Linked DNA regions of Mus musculus: all the other regions are linked to region 3. A link is a contact called in public Hi-C and HiChIP or PLAC-seq data. All regions are on one chromosome and are shown on one strand. Each heading gives the region's core, a stretch centred on a gene start, on an enhancer-like site or on the middle of the called end of the contact. The rest is flanking DNA. Distances are from core to core; before and after follow the strand shown. Region 1 overlaps Gm46645 (a long non-coding RNA gene). Region 2 has its middle 15 kb from the start of Gm31594. Region 3 holds the start of Tle4 (transducin-like enhancer of split 4).

Region 1 (3,608 bases), core at 885-3,384, 730 kb before region 3:
CAAGTTCCGGCAGTCCGTGCAGCTCTTGCTTTTAGACATGTGTATTTGAGCCACTGGGAAGGAAGGAGATGGCGGTTTGTTCCTTTTGAAGAGCGATGGCTTTTAGAGGAGAATGGCTCGGGTTAGGACATGGTACATCCCAGAGGGAGCCCTTCATGGATCGTCTTCCTCCAACTCTATCTGCTCTGAGGCTGTTGAAGTGGGCCGGTGATTTTCATAGCCTGTGCATTATTTCCTAACTAATATTTCCAAGTGACTCATTGAAAACATGGCACAGTTTATGAAGTTATTGTCCCAAACTTAAGAGAATCTGTGTCTTCATTCCTGGGGAAAGAACTCAAGATTGCATGCATCAGCATCTAAACGTGAAAACACTGAGAATGGTTTGCAAAGAAGACAGGCCTAAAGTCATGTGTGCCATTTCTTGTACTTGCCTGACGAAGCCACACAGCTTAGACTTCTCTCAAGGACTCCTGGTCCACAAATAATGCGAATAATTCAAGTGTCATTCACTGACACCATGGAGATAACTTAAAAGACTAGGCATTTAACAATATGATGGTAAATGAATGCATGCTATACGTCACAGAATATTGACCAACCACATAAATGAAACTTTTAACAGAGCCAAAAATTCATAGACACTTTATCTGTTGTCATATAATCCTGCCCTAAAACACTATAGCACCCTTACGAACGTTATTATTATCTCCTAAATGCATAAAATAAAAGGAAACTCATTAAATTTTACATATGATCATTAGAAAATTACAATGTTAAATTGACCTTTCTATCATATTGCTTTGCTCTCTAATCATGTACCTCCCATCATGTGCTCTGATTCCATTCCTCTACAGGGTGTAATTTTAAATATGTAAAAAAGTTCTGTACTCCTGCCGAAGTTTTATCTCCTGTTTTAATACATAACTTCAGTGATTGATTTCTATAATAATTCAGAAAATAAATTTATAGCAACATTAACTAAACCCACACATACACACTGTGCCATTAACGTATGGAACAATGCACTAGGCAAAACTGCCACCACCTTTATCAGAATAGGCATAATCATTGCAGAGTATCACCATAGCTGGGCTTGCTGACTGTTGGTCTTCCTTCTCGGGAGAGTGGGTGGGAAGGTCTTAAAACCCTCAACCCAAGTAGTCAAACACTCCTCCCATCCAGTTGTATGAAATTCTGACTTTCAGAGGCTTTCAGAGAAGAGTTAGAGGGTGGGTGTGAGATCAACTAGGGGGAGGGGTTCCATTTAAGTTTCAACAGAAGAATCATAATCCATGCTGAGTGAAGACCTTCCTGTGTGGCTGATCTAAAGTTGCCCACACTCCTGCCCATAACCACTCACCCGTTACACTGAAGGGAGCCTGATGAACTCCTTGGTTTCCTAGAGTGTATTTTGGTGGGCGTGTACATCAGGGTATTGTTAGGAACTTAGGAGGAAGTGGTAGATATGTTCATGTTTCCCTTACGGAAGAAATTTTCACATCAGTCATAAACTGTATTAGACACAAAAACATATGCAATAATAAAGATATGTAATGATATTAAAATAAACTTGCAATGACTTTGGAATTTTCCATATGTGAGACTGAGACACTGTTTATTTGTACTGTATATATGGTATATAACACAAGTCTCAGAATAAACTTATGAATGAAATGCAATTACTCTTCCCATTTTACTGATGTGGAAATTGACGAAAGAAGAAATTAAATATTTAAGTATAAGTTCAAATGCTTGTGTATGGTAAAGCAGGAATTTGAAACTGTATTTACTAAACTTCAGTCTGTTCTTCGAAGTATTTAATTCTGATTTCTATAGTTTAAGGTAGAAGATGGGCATGTAATTATAATTATTGTATATTTGTAAAATAGAGGAGATAGGGGTGACAGAGAAAAGGATGGCTTTAGGTTTCAGTACAGATTTCAACAGAAGATAATTCTTTGAAGGATGTACCCTTGAAGAGTTCATGGGACATTGAGAAAAAGTGACAAATAATGATCAAAGTAGATGACTGTAACCAGGTAAAACCATAACATTTGTAGATTGAGAGGCACAGGTACAGAAGGCCAGCGATGCGAGGATGTTGGTAGGAAGGAAAGATGATACTGAAAGCTGCAAACATCAAGGAGGTGAGAGGAAATGATCAGGAAGTGTAGGGGGCATCAGGAGGATGCTAGTAATTAGAACTGTACTGTTGGGTATCCTCAGCAGCACTTCCCATGCTAAACTGGAAGGGATGAACTCAAGAAAAGTAAACATGAGACATCACGATACAAAGGAATATCTGAGTCTGTCATCAAATGGTTGTATGCCACAGGAGGAAATACCATGCACCAGATATGCTCAGAGCCATACTGAGTACAGTGTGGGGTGGGGACCAGGACATCATAGATGTCTGCTTTTTGTCACAGACTGCTAATTTGGGGCCCTGTTTCTGATTATCATCCAAACTATGCTTCTTAATTCTAGGGAACAAAGACATTGATACTCTAAATGAATGGCCTGCTTCTGTTGCTGGCTGTATGGCTGGCCTGCTTTCCCTCAACAGCTATTAATGGGTATTTTCTGTTTCATCAGAACCTTGCTGTGCTGGATATCCCTTGTGTATTATCAAGTGCCCTTTCCTCCCCTACCAATTAAGCCCCAAAGATAACAGGAGCAAAGTAATGTGTGATTCAATAGAATCTTTGCAATATTTAAAGGTCTAATATTAAGGGCTGTATTGGGTTATTGAGCATTCAATTAAAGCATCTCAAGTGTTTAATTTAGGATTTTCCATAGGACAGGTATTGTTTGTTAATTAGTTAATTAAATAACAAATGATTATTGAAAACATGCATTAGGATTAAGCAAGCTGCAAGAGAGATAAAGATATCTCCAAGGCAATTAGCTCACTGTAATTTTAATGATAAATGTGTAATTAGACTCTTATTCTAAAGAGATTGTTTGGAATGCTTTGCAAGCATTAAACAGGCATGTAACAAGATACTTACTTATATAACAAGCAAAATATAATTCTAATTCTTATTAAGCATCAGCCTGTGTGTTCAAATGATGCATAATTTGCTAAAAGCAAAAATTTTACAAGTATTAGTCCTTATAAAAATATAATCCATTAAAAGCTTATGTAACTAAATTATTTAAAAACCAGATTTATTCCCAAGCCTATTTATTTCCCTTCTTAGACAATTACCAGAGCCTCTCAAATGTATTATGACTCGGTGTGAGTTTATGCATTTATGCATCAGCAGTTGAGAGGATTACGAGGCACATCAAAATCCCTATCCCCAACCCAGTCCCATGTCTATTTACAAAGAATCAAACAGTCCTCTTACAGGTCTAGAACCTCCCACAGTTCTGGTACTTGTCATTATATATGTGCCCACACAGACTTGAATGAACACAGTAAAGGAGTGGAGATGTTTCTGATGGTGTGTAAATCTGTTTATTTTGTTTTAGTGCACCCCTTTGCATGCCGATTCTGCAGATATCATGCTGTTGTTACTGTTGGTAGCCAGCAGCCTAGTTGAGTAGGGATGGGGACCAGCAGGTCCTGTGAATGAATGTCTTAGGAGTTACAGTAGTGA
Region 2 (3,672 bases), core at 891-3,390, 990 kb before region 3:
AGGGGTGGATGGGGACATGGAGGTAAGGTGGGCAAGGGGGCTGCGAGTAAGGTAGGGAGGAAGAAACTGTGGTCGGGATGTAAAATAAATAAATAAATAGATAGATAAATAAATAAATAAATAAATAAATAAATTTTAAAAAATGAGGTAGATCATAAAAACTGAGCCAGTTAGCCGAAAAACTTAGGAAAATATGCCCAGACTAAATTGGAAGCATTTTTACCGTTAAATGAGCTTTGTTTGAGTAAATGGCATTTAGTGACCATGGCAACATTCCTGAAGAGAGGTATTTTCATCAGCATCTGTTCTCCAGTCTTCAGCTTTAGTTGGGGGGTATTTGGAGGAGGCAAAAGAGAACATCTAGGTTGAATAACACCGTGGACTTTGTTAATTGCAACAATACCAGTTGTGTATCCGTACTGTGAGTGTAGGTTGGGAGGGTTGGGTTGGGTAGGTTGGACTGGGGACCTACAGGAGAGATGATGTCTTATTCTTGCAGCAACCTGGGAAGCAAGAGCTATTATCTCAGTTTTACAGATAAATGCTCAGTGCTCCGAGGACCGTAGCAACTTGCTCAGGGGTCCCTTGGTGCTAAGAAGTGGCCTGGAATTAGAATTCATGTCTGTTTCCGCCTTCCCAGGAGGGCAGCAGTTAGAGATAAGGGCTGCGTGTTAAATATAGGAAACCCGAGCTTCAGCTCAGAGGCAAAGTCAGCTTGCACAAGCTTTCCTGCTGGGTGACCCCAGACCAGATGCTTCAGGCTGGGTGCTTCGCCAGGAGGCACGGAGCTGCTGTGCCTCGCAGTTGGAAGTGCGCTCCAGGCCTTTCCCTAGGAGTCAGGAGCACAGTGACAAAAAGAACCTGAACAGCGAAGTGCTTTCTCCGGAACTTCTCTGTTAATTTGAAATGCCTGCAAAAGTTGGCTACCAGCAAGTTTTTAAGGTGAATCACATTCTTTGCATTTCCTTTGCAATGACAGCTTTGGCGGAAAGTCTCCTTTTAAACATTCCGTGACTTTGGTCAAAGAGCAGGGGACCTGGTATTAAAGAGTTCAGCCCTGTTTGAAGCGTCAGCCAATCAGAGTGCCCTCGTCAAGAACACTGTGGCTTGCTCAGTATTTCTTGTGTTCCTTGCTTTCACTCTGACAGCTTCTAAGTCTCGGGGGACCAGAGAATTTTTCTTTTATCTTTTTATTTTCTCTCTAAGGTATATATACATATACACACATACATATTTATAAATTACACACACACACACACACACACACACACGAGGAAACTATTGAGTGGAAGCTACCTAGAAGAGGTGGGGAGGATAGATTAAAGAAACAGAAGGCTTAATAAATTTTGTGTTACTTTTGTTATTCTTTATGAACTCTTAAACAAAAACATTGTCAATTTGTTCAGTCTCTCCCCCTTTGCTAATATTTAAAAGTATTCAATTAAGATTTCTTAATGTGTCCGATGAGTTAAACTGTCCTATGGTGTTAGAAAAATATTACACGTATAAATAAAATACGCTAAAGCATTAAAAAGCTATTACACACACTGAACATAAAGTGGCAGAATAATGATGGATCCCACCATGCAGGAAACATATTCAAAAATATTATCTTCCTGGTAATGAAATGCCATCCGTTTCATTTTAAGCTAAATATGTTAGACATATCAGTGGAGTCTGTGCTGACACAGCAGTGAGTTGAAATTGAAAATCTGAAATTATATATATGATTGGACACAGTGTTAAAGTAATTTATAGGAAAAACCACGAATGTGCTGGGTCTGCACCTTCTGGTGAACTCATTTTATAGAATCAGATAGAGGAAAACCCTACCATTTCTAATGTGCAGTTAGAATGGCAGCCCGCCAGGGCCCCAATATATTCAGTTTGAAAAGAGGACAGACGGAGACAGGGGCTGGGGGAGGGAGAGGCTGGGAAGGCGAGGGCAGCAAGGGAAAGAGGTGGCAGGGTGGGCCATGGAGACAGAGCAAGTCTGGACCAGAGAGGCTTGCTTCAAATTACTGCAATTCTGCATAAGCCATCAAGAAAATGGCATTGGCTTTCATTGCACTGACCTAGTGGGAGATAGCATGGGAGCTGCATTAGTGATCAGGACAAATGGGAGATAACACGAAACCTGGGCAGGGGGATTGCTTCAGCCAGACTGTTGCTGGGTGCTCTGTGTCTCCACTCACTGTGGTGACAGTCAAGCTCCGGCGGAAGTCATCTGAACCCAGAAGTTCAGGTCAACCCCGAGAATGCTAAGGGACAAATACAAGATGATGACCAGCTCATCAGGTTGTCTGTCTGCCTGCCTGCCTGCCTGCTTGTCTGTCTCGCTGTCCTTCTTTATCTTTCTCAGTATTACACACATTCATCTACAAAGTGCAGTGGGAAGCAGGGTGAGCCAAAAGGAGGAGAGAGACAGGGCTGAGCTTTTGTGTGAAAATGTGTGACAAATTGGTACCCTGATGTGCTTTTCGTCTTTCATTTATATCCATAATCCTGCTTGAAACGTGGATTATTTGCATTCATATTGAGCCGGTCCTCTCTGGATCCCTGGCGAGCCACCGTTGTGATTTCCATTTTGGTGACTGCTTGGGCCGAGACAGAGAGAGTCTGGTATCTTCTTAAATGTCTTTTGTAACCACCAGTTTCTCAAGAGAAAAAGGAGGTGACTATGAAAGAGAGAAGGACACTTTGATCCTATCATGGGTTCGTACATAGCCCAGGACTTGTCGGAACTCCAAACAGGATGGAATAAACAAAAACATTCTCTGTCCCTGTCTGTCTGTCTGTCTGTCTGTCTGTCTGTCTGTCTGTCATCTGTCTGTCTGTCTGTCTCTTCAAACTGCCTGGGGTTTTAAATGAGTAGATATGACCTATAATGAACGTGAAGTCTTTCTTTCTAAATACTCGGGGTGTTTTCTACATGGTTGCCAGTTACAACATGGCCCCACAGCACAGTGGCAAAGATAGTAGTGTGCTTACCAGTCTGGGGGTGGGGGGGGAGTGAAGAAACTGACGGTTACAGAGGTCAGATGACCTTCTTCAAAGTTACAAAGACAGAAAGTAACCCTGCTACCAACTCTATATTCTTCAAAGTCATTGTGTGGCAAGAATTTTCTGCTCCATTTAACAGCGATCGCTGAGGATAGATAGAGGGGTTAAATAGCTTGCCCTGGGTCTTAGCCGTCTCTGAACCTCAGCTTTCTTCTGTGTTCTGTGATTTTTCTGCCTAGCACTTTCTAAGGAGGTAGTTTTATTTATATGTGTGCAGATCACTGCCTGTACTGGGCAGCAACTGCATCCCTTTTATGGACTATGTATCATCACTAGGTATTTGGGTAGTTTCAGGTGCTCAACACTGACTGGTTGGATAAATGTCTGCTTAGAAGGTGCATTTTCACTGATAATCTGTAGAAGAGCTGGCACTGGGAACTTTCTGGTTATTTGTTGTTGTTTTATTGTTTTTTTTTTTTTTCAAATCTATTGTCTCAGTGTTCCTCTCTGGAAAAGAAATTGATAACCATTCAGAGTTTAAGATCATAAAGAGTAGCGACAATGAGCTCATGTTGAAAAACTGTCATGCAGAAAGGGCAGTGAGGTCCCAAGTTAGAGTGCACTATGTTATTGGACAACCATCCCTACTGCTCTGTAGAGGGAATTCAT
Region 3 (4,102 bases), core at 1,388-3,887:
TACTATATGCTCAGTTGGAATGTGGTAAAATAGTGATTTATAACCTTTGATCTTAGAAAAAGGTGTCCTTGGGAAGGCATCTGTCACTTTTGAGACTGAACCCGGCTAGGCCTGGCTTTTTATAAACCATTAGTGCCACCAAAGTCATCTCATACGAAAACTCTGGAGTCACCCAGTTTGTGGTGGAACAGAATAAGCCCCTAACCCATTTTCCAGATTGGCTCAGCAGTTAAGTGTTGAGAAGCAAGGGTGGGGCAGAGTAGGACAAGATCAACATTTAGTGCTTTGGAGCAGGGCTGAGTATGTTGGCCCATCTGACATCTTTCAGATACATGTAACAAATTATGTAGCTCTGTCACAAGGTTAAAATGTGACACATATACACAGGCTGAAGTTTAAAATTACATTTAAAAAAGTCAGAAACGCCCTGTTTTCTCCAGCTACTTTCTCTTGATATAAAGCTGGTGAGAGAGGTTAAGAGAAAGGTCTTTTCCTCTAAACTGATATTTCCACCCTGACCCTTTCAATAGCCCTCAGGCTCGAGCACTAAACTTCTTGTTTCCTGTCCCGGGAAATGACTGCATGGATCCTAATGACACAGCAGCGTTCTATACTGAGAACACAAGGCTTGGATTTGCCAAAGCCATCAACAAGCATTTACTGAGCGAGCACCAGGTACATGCCAGGCCCCATCCATGGCACTGGAGCATAGCCCTGATTAACCAAGGCCCAGTTCCCATGGAACCTACTGCCATTTTGCCTGAAATAGTGAAAGAACATGGAACTTCCTTCCCACAGAGACACAAAAAAAGTTCCAGGGAAAGCAAATAAGCAACCTCAGAAAAACGGCGCTGTTCTTGTTCTGAGACTCAATGTCCTAGTGCAGACACGGTTATCACTCAAGCCTTCTGAGAACGATTCAGAACACTGCTGTACATCTGCGAGCTTCAGGAAATAACTTGGAGCCAGCAAGATAGCTCAACAGGTACATGCACTTGTCACTTGATCTCCAGGGCTTGTGAACACACAAACACACACACACGCACAGACTCAAATCCCCCCGCCCCCCCCACACTAAATAAATGTATAAAATTTTTCAAAATTTCTAAGAAGCAAGTTTTTTTCAAACAGGCAAAATAAAGCCATTTTGCTTAACTGATAGCTTTAAAAATGCAGTCCTAATATGCAATTATTGTTGAGCTTAAAAAAAAAAACCCTCACGTGTTCAAAATCCTCTTTATGTGAATCCCCTTTATTCTGGATTGGCCGCATTTTAATAATTGGGTATGAGACAGAGGCAAGTCCTCCATCCTCTTATTTTGGAAATTAAATTTACAGAACGGAGGCATTGTATGAGCCTCAGTTCTGGATTTTTAGCAAGACTACTGCAGTCTTTCTTTGCCTCGGTGTCCTCAGTGGCCAGTACTAGTGAGGCCCACAGAACGCCTTGAATTGGGCATTAAGCTACCGGTTCCTCTGTCGTGGAAAGCGCTATCATTAGGAAAAACGTTTTTCCCACATTTGTTGAACCAACAGCACCGTATTAGCCTGCACTTCGAGTTAAGGTGGGACTCAGAAATGAATGTCCCAAACACAGCAGCCTTGGCTACAATCCTGCTTGACTTTTTCCGAATTCTTTTGATTGCCCAGGGGTCAGAGGTTCCTTAGCTCAGCCTTAAGGCTCCCAACACCCGCCAAGTCTCAAAACTGCCTCGGGCGGGCTGCCACTCCCGGGTTCTGACCCTCTTCCGTAGGCCATCACAAGCCCAAGGCCCGACGGTCCACACTCGGACCCTCTTTCAACCCCGGAGTAAGTTGACTGGTGCCTCTAAAGAAAGGGAATGTCAAGAGTCTGCCGGCCGGGAAGCTCTGGGACCGGCCCAGTGCACGCCTCCCGGCTGCGGCTCTAAACCGGGCCGACGGCGTCCGCGCTCACGCGGAAAATTATGCCGGCTCCAGCAGCGCGTAAAATGGATGTGAACCGCACGGAGTGGGATCAGCGCGATCCTCCCTCTCTTGTCTCAACAGGGGTTTCGGCGCGTTGCACAAGGCCGAGCTTGTCTCTTTACGGAGACATCGGGCCCTAATTAGTGCGCACCCCCGCGCGGTCGCCAGGCCTGGGCTCCGCGTCGAACGGGAGATGAGCCTCGGAGGGCGTCTTCGGACCGGCCTGCAGTCTCACCGCCATCGCCGCCGAAACCTGCTTCTAAAGATGCAGCCAGTGCAGCAGCGACAGCAGCCGCCGCGGCTCGCCACCCCACGTTACTTTGATTGACAGCTGAACAAATGTTTCCGCGGTTCGAACGCTCGCACTAGGGAACAGCGGCCAGGGCGAGGCTCCGCCCCGGGCGGGCCGCTGCGCCCCGCCTCCGCCAGCACCAATTCTTTGCAGTTATTGGTCGGAGCTCCACGCCACGCCCTGTCCCCACGTGGGCCTAGCCTGCCCGGCCCCGCCCTCCTGGCTTGCCATTTGTCAGCGGTGAAATGATGGGCAGTAACACAGAACCGCGATTAATGTTCAGCCATCTCCGATTGGTTGATGCGGCGCCCTCGCGCCGCGGGAGGGCGGGGCTCCTGGAGAGCGCCGCGGAGAGCGCGCGGGGCTAGCCGGAGACTGTAGTCAATCTGGAGGCATCCTTGGCCACAGTAGCCGCGCGAGGACTACATCTCCCGGGATGCTCCTTGGGCCCTCCGCGGATGGTCGTGAATATGTATCAGAATGTTAATGATTAGCTGCTGCTAAATTTGGTCAAAGAAGTCACCTACACAGAGCGCGTTGTTAGAGCTGTTCCGAGCGGGCGTTCGGCTGTTGGCTGCCTTCTTCCCCCTCTTACACACTCGTGTATTATTTTGAGGTGGTGTTCGCAGAGTTTGAAAGAGAATTTTAAAAAGCCGCAAGCGTTTCGCTCTTTTATTTTTATAATCCCCTTCAATTTGGGGCTAAAAAAACAGGAAGGAAGAAAAGGAAATGAAATGTGGTAAAAGAAGCTAAAAGGTGCCTTTTAAAAGATCGTTGCTGTGAAGTGAAAAAAAATCTCCAGAGAACCCCCAAGCGCCGCGAGACCTCTTCCGAACCAAAGGAGTTTGCGCTCGCTCTCAGGGAAGAAGCGACCATTCATTCCGAGGAATAGCAGCCAATTAAAAGACAAATAAAAAAAGTTTGGAGTGGGGCGCGAGCAGGCGGGCGGCGCTCGGCGGGCGCGGGGCTCGGCGGGCGCAGGACGGACGGTGCCCGCCGCCCTCAGTGACGCCCGCGGGGAATGCGGAGCCGGCCGCCCGCGCCCAGCCGCCGCGCCTGCCTGCCGCCCGCGTCACGCGAGACCCGCAGGCCCGGGACGCCGCCGCGGGGCCCTCGAAGCGGATGAGCCGCGCGCCTCTGCCTGGCGCAGCCAACTAAAGCGGCGTGGATGATTCGCGACCTGAGCAAGATGTACCCGCAGACGCGCCACCCGGTGAGTGGCGCCGCGCCCGCAGCCCTGTCCGCGGCCGGCCGCTCCGAGGGTGCGGGAGGCGACCGACTTGTAGCCATTTTCTTATTGTTGTCTCTGAAGCCCCGGGAAGCAGCGCGCCGCCGCTCTCCGCCCGCGCGGCTCTCCCGAGGGGGGCGAGCCGGGCGGCGCGAGTCTGCGGGGTGGAGGGCGCCGGCGGCCACAGGCCGGACTCGCTCTGCTAGCTGACGGCCGCTCGACGCCATGGCGCGGCTGCCTCCGACGGGCCACTTTCGATTCCGGGTAGGGAGGGATGGGAGAGCCGGGCCGGGGGCTCGGGGGTTTGGGGGGTGACGGGGGGAGGCGGAAGCCAGGCTGAGAAGCTGAGCCGAGGGAGGCCGCCCGGAGGCACCGGGACCCCAGCAGGCGAGCGAGAGGCGGGAGCGGCGCGACCAACCCCCCCACGTCTCGGACCGCGGGCTGTCCACCCCCCACCTGCGATGTGGGCTAATTAAATATTTTATTGTTGTTCTTTAGGCACCGCATCAGCCTGCTCAACCCTTCAAATTTACAATTTCAGAATCCTGTGATCGGATTAAGGAAGAGTTTCAGTTTTTACAGGCTCAATACCACAGGTAACGATATTGACTTTAGCTGATCCTTCTGTTTGCTTA

The links. A called contact is a pair of places that touch in the nucleus more often than the background predicts. HiChIP or PLAC-seq counts read pairs in DNA pulled down with a chosen protein or histone mark.
Region 1: a contact with region 3 is called in a Hi-C map of the N1E-115 cell line, with 10 times the contacts expected there. The contact joins the enhancer-like site here to the promoter of Tle4 in region 3. A contact is called at or near these places in 1 of 484 Hi-C or Micro-C datasets (the N1E-115 cell line) and 4 of 115 datasets of contacts at active chromatin or transcription factors (astrocytes, embryonic forebrain, forebrain and 1 more).
Region 2: a contact with region 3 is called in an H3K4me3 HiChIP or PLAC-seq map of neural tube, with 6 times the contacts expected there. The contact joins the enhancer-like site here to the promoter of Tle4 in region 3. A contact is called at or near these places in 7 of 115 datasets of contacts at active chromatin or transcription factors (acute myeloid leukemia, embryonic basal ganglia, embryonic forebrain and 4 more).

Annotation. Positions count from the first base shown.
Region 1 is chr19:15,325,092-15,328,699 of GRCm38.p6, reverse strand. All of the region lies in intron 3 of Gm46645 (a long non-coding RNA gene), which reads left to right. Among named protein-coding and RNA genes, the nearest start is that of Gm46645, 13 kb to the left of the region's middle. Within about 2 kb of position 2,134, at least 1 of the 459 cell types and tissues checked has an H3K27ac peak or open chromatin away from gene starts, as enhancers often do. A contact at or near this core is called in the N1E-115 cell line, where this site is marked.
Region 2 is chr19:15,582,744-15,586,415 of GRCm38.p6, reverse strand. No RefSeq gene overlaps it. Among named protein-coding and RNA genes, the nearest start is that of Gm31594, 15 kb to the left of the region's middle. Within about 2 kb of position 2,140, at least 7 of the 459 cell types and tissues checked have an H3K27ac peak or open chromatin away from gene starts, as enhancers often do. A contact at or near this core is called in neural tube, where this site is marked.
Region 3 is chr19:14,596,718-14,600,819 of GRCm38.p6, reverse strand. It overlaps Tle4 (transducin-like enhancer of split 4), which reads left to right and starts at 2,637. Exons shown (of 20, transcript NM_011600.3): 1 at 2,637-3,452; 2 at 3,966-4,063. The coding sequence starts at 3,408.